2 separate regions of the Mus musculus genome follow, and region 2 is linked to region 1. The links are chromatin contacts, called in public ChIA-PET maps. All regions are on one chromosome and are shown on one strand. The core of a region is the stretch at or near the end of the contact, and the rest is flanking DNA. Distances in the headings are between cores, read along the strand shown. Region 1 overlaps Def6 (differentially expressed in FDCP 6). Region 2 overlaps Mapk14 (mitogen-activated protein kinase 14).

Region 1 (4,448 bases), core at 910-3,409:
CTCACCTCCACGTCCTCGTCTGCCCTCTGCCGGTTCTGCCGCACTTCCTCCAGCTGCTGCTGGGCGTGCTGCAGGGAACGGCTCTGCAGCGCCATCTCCTGCTGGAGCTCCTGCTTCTCCTGCTGCGCTCGCTCGATGTAGCGCTCTTGCTCCTCCTTCAGATGCATCAGCTGCTTCAGCTTCTCCTCCTCCTCCTCCAGCAGCCTGCCAGAGTGCACAGGGACATCTCAGAGCCGGGGAGGGAGGGTCCGCGCGGGCGCTGGCAGGAAAGGTTCCCTGGCCACCGTGCCTACCTGGTCTGGGCGAGGCGCACGGCCTCCTCATCCCGCCTAGCTTTCACCTCTAGTTGCAGAGCTTCCTGCAGCCGCTCCTGCATCTCCTCCAGTTCAGCGATGCGCTGCCGTTGCCGGGCCGCCTCTTCCTTCTTCAGCTCCATCTCAGCCTGCATAGAGGCCCGGGCCTGTGGGGAGCAAAGAGCGAATCAGTGGGACACCGGAGGAGAAAGACAGGCTACTGCCCCCTCCCCAGCCAACTCCCCAACCCCCCAACCCTAACTCTTCCTGGCTCTGTGTATGGAGGGTCTTTAGTTGGGGTTTCCTGATCTGACCTGTTTAAGACCCTGAATCCTCCTATTGTTTTTGCACTGACCTTAGAAAGAATAATTAGACGCTTGCTGGGGCTGTAGCTCAGCAGCAGAGGGCTCACCTGATGTGCCCATGGCTGTATGTTTGCTATCCAGCCTCACACAAAACAACACCGGTTATAATTACATGTAATTAAACATCATAATACGTTATATTACAATAAACCAGCATATTAAACGAAGGTAATCCCTTCCTAGCTCCTACCCTAACAATTATAATATCATTATGGCGGGTGCCAGGAACTGCAATTATTACAATAACCACAAGTTATTGAACGCTTTTATTTTTCTTCTGAGACCAAGTTTCTCTGAGGCTGACCTCGACCTCACAGAGATTCTCCTGCCTCTGCCTCCCAAGTGCTGGGAATAAAAGCGTGTGCCACCACCACCCAGGTTGTTGTTGTTATAGTTTTATTAGTTCATATGCATGGGTGTTTTGGCTGCATATGTCTGTGCACCACATGAGAACACTACTCGCAGAGGCAAGAAGAGGGTGTGCGATCTGCTGGCTGGCTATGAGCTCCCATGTGGGTGCACAAGCTCAAGCTTGGTCCTCTGAAAAAGCAGCCAGTGGTCTTAACTGTGAGGCTATCATTTTAGACCTACTTTGTTCTTTGAGACAGGATCTCAGGTAGTGCAGGTTGGCCTCAAACTCACTAAGTAGCACCTGCCTGGCTTTATTAAACTCCTTACATCTATTCCTTCACAGAATCCTCGTCCCATTTCCATATACAGAGCTCTAGTTACTGATACGGAGAGACTTAGTGCATGTCTGAGCTCATACAGCTCTTAAGGCGGAGGTGTAATGGGCACACATGCCACAGCATGCCTGTGGCGGTCAGAGGACAACGTTGTGGAGCCGGTTCCCTCTGCCCATCTTTCTGGGGTTCCAGGAACGGAATTCAGGACGCTAGGTATGTGTGGCAAGCACCTTTATCCTTTGAGCCAGCTCTAGAATTGCGTTTTCTCAATTTAAAATTTAAAGTCAATTGCTTCTGTGCATCTACTCTGCCCTTCACATGCATCCCGTCTTATGGTCCCCAAACTGGTTTTGTTAAAATTTAGTTCAAGTCTAGATTGATTTCATTCCAAATTATTTGCAATCAAGAAGCCTTAAGCAGCTTCCTCGGCCCAAGTCCTGCCTCCAGAAAAGAATTCTGAACCAGGTCTCATTCTACCAGGGGTTTTCCCTAGCCCTAACCTTGTTCCGGCCCTACCCTAACATTCGTTAGGCCATGCCCAAAGCATCCAGGCTCTACTCCAACCTATTCCCCTAAGGGCCCCTCAGGCCCCGCCCACAGCATCTTTCAGTCTCTACCTTAGGTCCATCCTTCAGCCAATGGGCTCCACCCTATCTAGGCCCCGCCCATAGCATCCTCCAGACCATGGACTACGCCCTGCTCTTCTTCCTGTCACGCCCCGGTCATAACCCCGCCCCAACCCTTCCCCGGCCCCGCCCTCTGGGCCAGTCTCACCTGCTCCGCCTCCCGCAGCTGGCCCTCCAGAGCCTGCTGCAGCTCCTTGTGCTGGCTACGGCGGCGCTCCTCCTCTTCCTGCAGCAGCCGCTCGGCCTGCCGCTGAGCCTCCTGCAGCAGCTCCAGTTCTTGCAGCTTCCTCTCCTTCTCCTCCTGCAGCTGCTGCAGTCGCAGCAGCTCCTCCTCCTTGGCTGCCCGGCGTCGCTCGCGCTGTTCCCGCTGCTCCCGCCGCTTCTGTTTCAGGTCCTTGTGCAGCGACGTCTTCCCCTCCGCCTGCAGCCGGATCGCAGTCTGGATGGCTAAGGGCAGAGCCGGACGGAGTCAGCCCTGGTCTAGTCACCACCGCAAAGGGGCCCCAAAGGTCACTCCGGTGAACAGGCCCAGTTAGACCCAGGCCGGCACTCACCGGCCGTCCACTCCTGGCGCTGGCGGGTGTCTGAGGCGCTCATCTCATAGGTGCGGCTGGCAGTCTTCACACAAAACATGCAGCGCTTTCCTTCGCGGTCCGGAAGCACCTACAGGATGGCCCAGGCCAAGTGACTTCGCTGACATAGGAGCCACATCTGCCCCAGTAGTACCCCAGCTCCAGCTTCCTCCTCTTTCTCTTGGCTGACCATCTTCTCTGGGACCGTTCCTACCCTGCCAGGAGTATGCATGGTCTGGGGTGGATCGTTAGTTACGGGGTGCGTGCGAGCCACTTTATTCTTGGTATCTCTCCACAAGGTTTAGTACATAGTACATGCTTGAACATGTGCCTGGAGCCTCACTCAGCACCTACAACTGCTGATTTCCACCTGGTCTCTTAAATGGCACTCGTTCTTCAAGGGTTTGGAGATACTGATAATGCAGGGTGTGTTTGACATCCTTGCTCTTCTGCCCTAGTGTTCTCTTGTGTTCTCTCTCTCTCTCTCTCTCTCTCTCTCTCTCTCTCTCTCTCTGAGGCAGGGTTTCTTTGTGTAGCTCTGACTGTCCTAGACTAGCTCTATAGACCAGGCTGGCTTCAAACTCTCCCTCTGCCTCCCAAGTGCTGGGATTAAAGGCGTGTACCACAACGTGCCCAGCTCTGCACTAGTGTTTTCCATACAACATTTATCTACAGTCATATATTCCTGTCGGACCTTACTTCATAGAGAACGTAATTGGCTCTGAGATATCTGGAGCCTTACCCAACACCTGTTTCTTTGTGCAACAGAAAGGGATAATGCCTCGGGGAACTATTTTCTCTTGAGACAAGGTTTTGTTGTGTAGCCCAGGTTGGCCTCCTACCTCAAAAGTCTCCTCTGCCCCAGTCTCTGGAGTATGAGGAGCCCTTAATAATTTTTTTTTCTTTTGGTTTTTTCGAGACAGGGTTTCTCTGTGTAGCCCTGGCTGTCCTGGAACTAACTCACTTTGTAGACCAGGCTGGCCTCGAACTCAGAAATCCGCCTGCCTCTGCCTCCCAAGTGCTGGGATTAAAGGCGTGCGCCACCACTGCCCGGCTCCCCAGCTCCAATTGGTTCTTGATCTGTCAGTAAAGAAGCCATGAGCCAATTGCTGGGCAGAAGGGATAGGCGGGACCTCCGGGTCCCTGGAGGCAAGCAGACAGATCCAAGGAAGGAGAGGAGAGTTCGTCATGCTTCAGATGGAAAAAAGTTGACCAGCCATGTGAGACCTCTAAACGGAGTGGCCACACAGGCCACTCCTACATGCAGGGGGTCAGGGGTGTTTAGCAGGGACTAGATGTACTGAGCAACTAAAGTTTAGGGCAGGTGGGAGGTGCAGAGCTAAGAGTATTGATAAGGGCATGCTAGCCATAGGAGTTTAATAATGCCCATGAATAGTGCCAAGAAGGCAAGTTGAAAATGAACAACGTGTGTGTCTGTGTCTTTATCCCTGGGTTCAAGGGAAGCTGGGTGGGGGCTGGTTGCTTGGCCATTCCCAGAGCTTAGGCGGGGTAGCAAAATCTACACTTCACACCTACACAGGTCATAAGCCCCAGAGGAGAGCCCAAAATGATCGTGCTGCTAAATGTATGTATGAAACTGACTCCTAATGTCTCATAGGCATTCCCTAGGCTGGGAAGCTCCTGTCGTCAGTAGATGGTGTTTAACACACTGATCCACAATTGGCCAGGGTGCAGAATGCTCAGCCCGAAACGGAAAAGATAAACTGCAAACTCCCTCCCAAGGTTCAGGGATCACTTCAGAAGGGAGTAGAAAAACCGTAAGAGCCCGAGGCAGCTGGTGACTGCAAGGAACCATTATCTTCTGGACCTGGCAGGGCAGATGCACGAATGAGCACACACATATTTGACAGCATACACAAAGCCTGTGCAAGCTCATGCCAGACCA
Region 2 (4,448 bases), core at 988-3,487, 510 kb before region 1:
TCACTGAGCTACATCTACAATAGTTGTTTGTTTATTTAAAAAGGTGTCTTACAAATTAAGCCCAGGCTTTCTGCCTCTGCCTTTTAAGTGCTGGGGTTAGAGACCTGCACCATCACAGCTGGTGCTTTGGAGATTTCAAAAGTACTGGGTGGTGTCATCAACACTAACTTAACCTTGCCCATACTTTTCCAACATTTAGACTGCCATTACCCATTTCTGACGATTATGCAGGGAAGCTCTTTTCTCACTACTGTACACAACTGAGTTATCACTGAGAGGATGTTTGTCTTGGTACCTGATTCTGTCCATTGCTGCACTAGAACTGTTCAAATATCTGATGTGCCCACTTCATGTTAAGATAAAAGACATCTCATTATTAGGCCATGTATCCAGCTTGCTTGCTTGCTCTCTCTCTCTCTCTCTCTCTCTCTCTCTCTCTCTCTCTCTTTTTCCTTTTTGACGAGACAGGCTTTCTTTGTATAGCCCAGGCTGTCCTCGAACTCAGAAATCCGCCTGCCTCTGCCTCCCAAGTGCTGGGATTAAAGGCGTACGCCACCATGCCTGGCTTGCTTTCTTATCTTAAAGGAGTAAAGGAAATAAAATAAAATAGGCCCATTCAAAAGCTCCAGGGTCCTTTATGTATAGCTACACTGCAGATTCGGGGTCCTGATTTTGTCAGGGGAGGTGACTCGTGTGTTGCTGGTTGCCTACAGCTACTTAACTTCCTTCTTAGCTGAGCAGAAGGCTCTTCTATTGGAAGTGGTAGGAGGGGAACCTAGGCGTGCACAGCTGGGGCTTAGCTCCTCCATTTATTTCCCTAAGCGGAAATGAGAGGAAGGAGGGGCTTTCCTAGCTTCCTCAAAGTTTCTGGCCCCAGAAAGTGACAACAGCTTAAAAAACAAAAACAAAAACAAAAAAAAAATCCTCCAACAACAACAAAAACAACAACAACAAGGCTGGGCAATGGTGGCACAAGCCTTCAATCCCAGCACTTGGGAGGCAGAGGCAGGGGGATTTCTGAGTTCGAGGCCAGCCTGGTCTACAAAGTGAGTTCCAGGACAACCAGGGCTACATAGAGAAACCCTGTCTCAAAAAAACAAAAAAAAAAAACAAAAAAAACAAAAAAAAACCAAAAAACAAAAACAACAACAACAAAAAACAAAAAACCAACAACAACAACAAAAAACCAACCAACCATGGCTAAAGTAAAACAGAGTCACCTTCTTATGGCCTCCATGGAGAAAGCACAAGTTCCAAGTGGCCCCTCATGCTATTCACTGTATTGACCAAGGTTCCTGGAGGAGTTCAGAGCCATCTGCAGACTGTCATGAGGGGAGGAAGCTGTTCTGTGTGGTCTGAGGGTGGGAGAGGAGCCCATGGAAAGACCCCGCCCAGGAGGAGCCCCTCTAGGGACAAGGCACACATCACCCACCACTGAGAGGGAAGGTCAGACTAGCACACAGTGTCAGAGATTAGGATGCTCAGCAGAAAGTGAGAGGGCTCTTAAGCACGTGGGCAACTTCAGAGAGAAGTCAGGGCTCAGGAGGACACACACACAAATTTCCCATTAATCTCTTGGAATGAACTGGAATCTCAACTCTCAGTTTTATTAGCATACAATTGCCCCAAAGGGGTTCCCATGATCTTAAGTCCACACCCAGATAAGGATAGTTTAGAATAAAACACACTCATGCATGCAAGCGGGCTCATGCAGGCTCACATGTGTGCACACATCACACACAGCACACGTCACACATGCATTCCAAAGTCAGAGTGCAGAGTGACGGAAGGCAAGTGGCAGAGGCCCCCGAGGGTAGTAATTCAATCAAAGCGTCAACTCACAGACTCTGAGGAGATTTTCTTCAGAAGCTCAGCCCCTGGGGTTCCAACGAGTCTTAAAATGAGCTTCAACTGATCAATATCTAACGGTGGACTATAAAGGAAAATGTCGGGACAAAATAAAAGTGAAAAGCAAAACAAAACAATAATGAGCAAAATAAAACACAACAAACAAAAAAAATCTCAATAATGGAAATGAGTCCCCCCCTCCCCCAAACAAGGCCAACATGGTGGAAGATTCTGGGTGGAAGGCTTCTGTAGGGTGGCCACTTTCAGCATGACTTGCTCCTCCTGTAGAAAGGTTCAAAAAACCGCCACACACACACACATTTGTCACCACCATGCAGCAGGAAGTAAAGTCACTGTGGTTGGGTCTTAGACAAGAGGCCACGCCACTCAGTCCATGAGCCCAGCCTCCACCTCCACCTCCCCTTCCACCAAGGCACTAGGAGGTAGCTAAGCAGAGTGTGCTGGCAAGCAGAGGCGGAGCACACTCTATGCATCTATTTGTGACTATCCCCCTAAGGCCTGACCTAAGGAACTTGTAATCTGACAGTTGGGAGGCCTGCTCTCCTCCCAGACACCATTCGTTCACTTGAGTGTGCCCTCTGGAGACCTTCCCCTCTCCCCTCTAGGAGACAGAACATGTGAGGGACAGCCAGCTGGCAGAGGGTGCTACCCCACTATGGGAGACACCAGGCTGCAACCATAACGGATGTAAAGTAACCAAAGTCTACTCACTAAAGACTTGAAAAGCAGAAAGGCAAAGGGCCCGGAATAGTCATTCTGCCATCCAAAACCTCAGAACAAATGAGCATGTGTTCACCGGAGGATCAGAGGCCATTTACTCTCACTGCCTTCAGTCAGCCCCTTTTGAGCATCTGAACAGCTGCTCCATACCTCAGCTGATGGTGAGATAGGGAGACTGTGTGAGCCCGTCAGGTTCTGCAGGATCATTAGCCGTCCTTCCTGTGTCACCTAAAATCCCCCAGCAGCCTCTTAACTCAGAGTCCTTGTGCCTCATCTATCCAAGTGCTGGGACTACAATGTATGGCTGAACCCCATCCCTTATTTTAGATTATCTGATACATAAAAGGCACATACAATATTTAAAGAACAGATAGAGAAGATTTAGCTTGCATATAGAGAGGCAAAATAAGCATGAGTCAGTCAAGAGAACAGTGTCTGCAAGCCACAGTTGCCTAGTCACAGGAACTGCTTATGCAACAAGATGGCCATTTTGCCTCTGAACATTTTTTTTTTTTGCTAAAACAGAAGAAAATTCTAGAAAGGTGACAGGAAGATACAGCCTGGTGCCTGTCTTATACATGGAGTTTTCCTGGAATGCAACAAGGCCGTGCATTCGTGTATTTACACACCAGTTTTCACAGGCCTGCAACAGTCAATAATTTTTAAGATAAGATGAGCCAGTGCCCAAAAATGGCATCCTACAGAAAACCGAGTTAACCCAGAAGGAAGTCCACTCACACAAGATATTTCTGAAGTTAGAATGGTAAAAGAAAAAACAAAACAAAACAAAACCCCTGCTACTGAAAATGGAAAAGAGGAGATGCTCCAGGTGCGGACAGTGGGTGGACTGAGACTGGCACTGACTCACTCAGGCCGTAACACTGCCGACATGCTAATGGTGACAGTTGAGCATCTTCCTTGCAGACAGGAAGAAGCTACTCAGTTTATATAAATCTAGCTCCATTCACATTTCTACTCCCCAGGAATATCTGATTAGCCACTTCAAGAGGATGTATGTTAATAGAAAAAAATTAGACTCTTCCAGCCCTCCAAGAGGTGATTTTACCATGTACGACTCCAAAGTAGTTTATTAACCAGCTGGACTTTCTTTCTTTCTTTCTTTTTTTTTTTTGTTTGTTTGTTTTCGAGACAGGGTTTCTCTGTGTAGCCCTGGCTGTCCTGGCACTCACTCTGTAGACCAGGCTGGCCTTGAACTCAGAAATCCACCTGCCTCTGCCTCCGGAGTGCTGGGATTAAAGGTGTGCGCCACCACGCCCGGCCCAGCTGGACTTTCTAAAGAGGCAAGTTTCATATTCCCTTTGGGAAAAGTGAAGTCTGGGTTGTTTCCTAACTGACTTAGCTTCACCTCCAAGCTGCCTGAAGAACATGCATCTATCAGCAGGCAGGGCTCATCCATACCTTTCTCCCTTGTCTGCAGGGGTGAGCATTCTCAGACTAAATCACAACCAGCTCCTCACCCTCACATCCACGCCTTTCTGACACCTGTCACTCAACTTTTATCTGCTTGCCTCAAACTACTATTCTTGAATAGGCTCAAAGCTTCAACTCAAGGCAAAGGTCTCAGGCACTTCTATGCCTCTTTATGCAGTTGTAAGGGAAGCCTCCACTCTTCCTGTATTAAGCCTTTTCCTTTCCCACTGTCCCTTCCAAGGGCTGTTCTAACAAGAAGTCTTTCTGGACAAGCTTTTTTGAGATGGCCTCAAACTTACTATGTGGCTGAGGTGACCTGGACTCCTGAGTCTCCGTCTCCTCTCCATAATGACCTGGGGTTTTACTCCATGTTGGACTTCTCTCTGAAGTAACTTACCTGCACCTCTCACTCCTCATTCCATTCTGCT

What was found. ChIA-PET counts read pairs in DNA pulled down with a chosen protein or histone mark.
Region 2: an RNA polymerase II ChIA-PET map of memory CD8 T cells shows a contact between it and region 1, with 5 read pairs. The contact joins two enhancer-like sites. A contact is called at or near these places in 2 of 115 datasets of contacts at active chromatin or transcription factors (bone marrow-derived macrophages and memory CD8 T cells).

The regions. Positions count from the first base shown.
Region 1 is chr17:28,221,857-28,226,304 of GRCm38.p6, reverse strand. It overlaps Def6 (differentially expressed in FDCP 6), which reads right to left. Exons shown (of 11, transcript NM_027185.3): 6 at 2,525-2,633; 7 at 2,119-2,417; 8 at 294-460; 9 at 6-204. Among named protein-coding and RNA genes, the nearest start is that of Ppard, 8.7 kb to the left of the region's middle. Within about 2 kb of position 2,159, at least 215 of the 459 cell types and tissues checked have an H3K27ac peak or open chromatin away from gene starts, as enhancers often do. A contact at or near this core is called in bone marrow-derived macrophages and memory CD8 T cells, where this site is marked.
Region 2 is chr17:28,734,485-28,738,932 of GRCm38.p6, reverse strand. Mapk14 (mitogen-activated protein kinase 14) reads right to left here. Exons shown (of 12, transcript NM_011951.3): 9 at 1,843-1,922. Among named protein-coding and RNA genes, the nearest start is that of Mapk13, 33 kb to the left of the region's middle. Within about 2 kb of position 2,237, at least 83 of the 459 cell types and tissues checked have an H3K27ac peak or open chromatin away from gene starts, as enhancers often do. A contact at or near this core is called in bone marrow-derived macrophages and memory CD8 T cells, where this site is marked.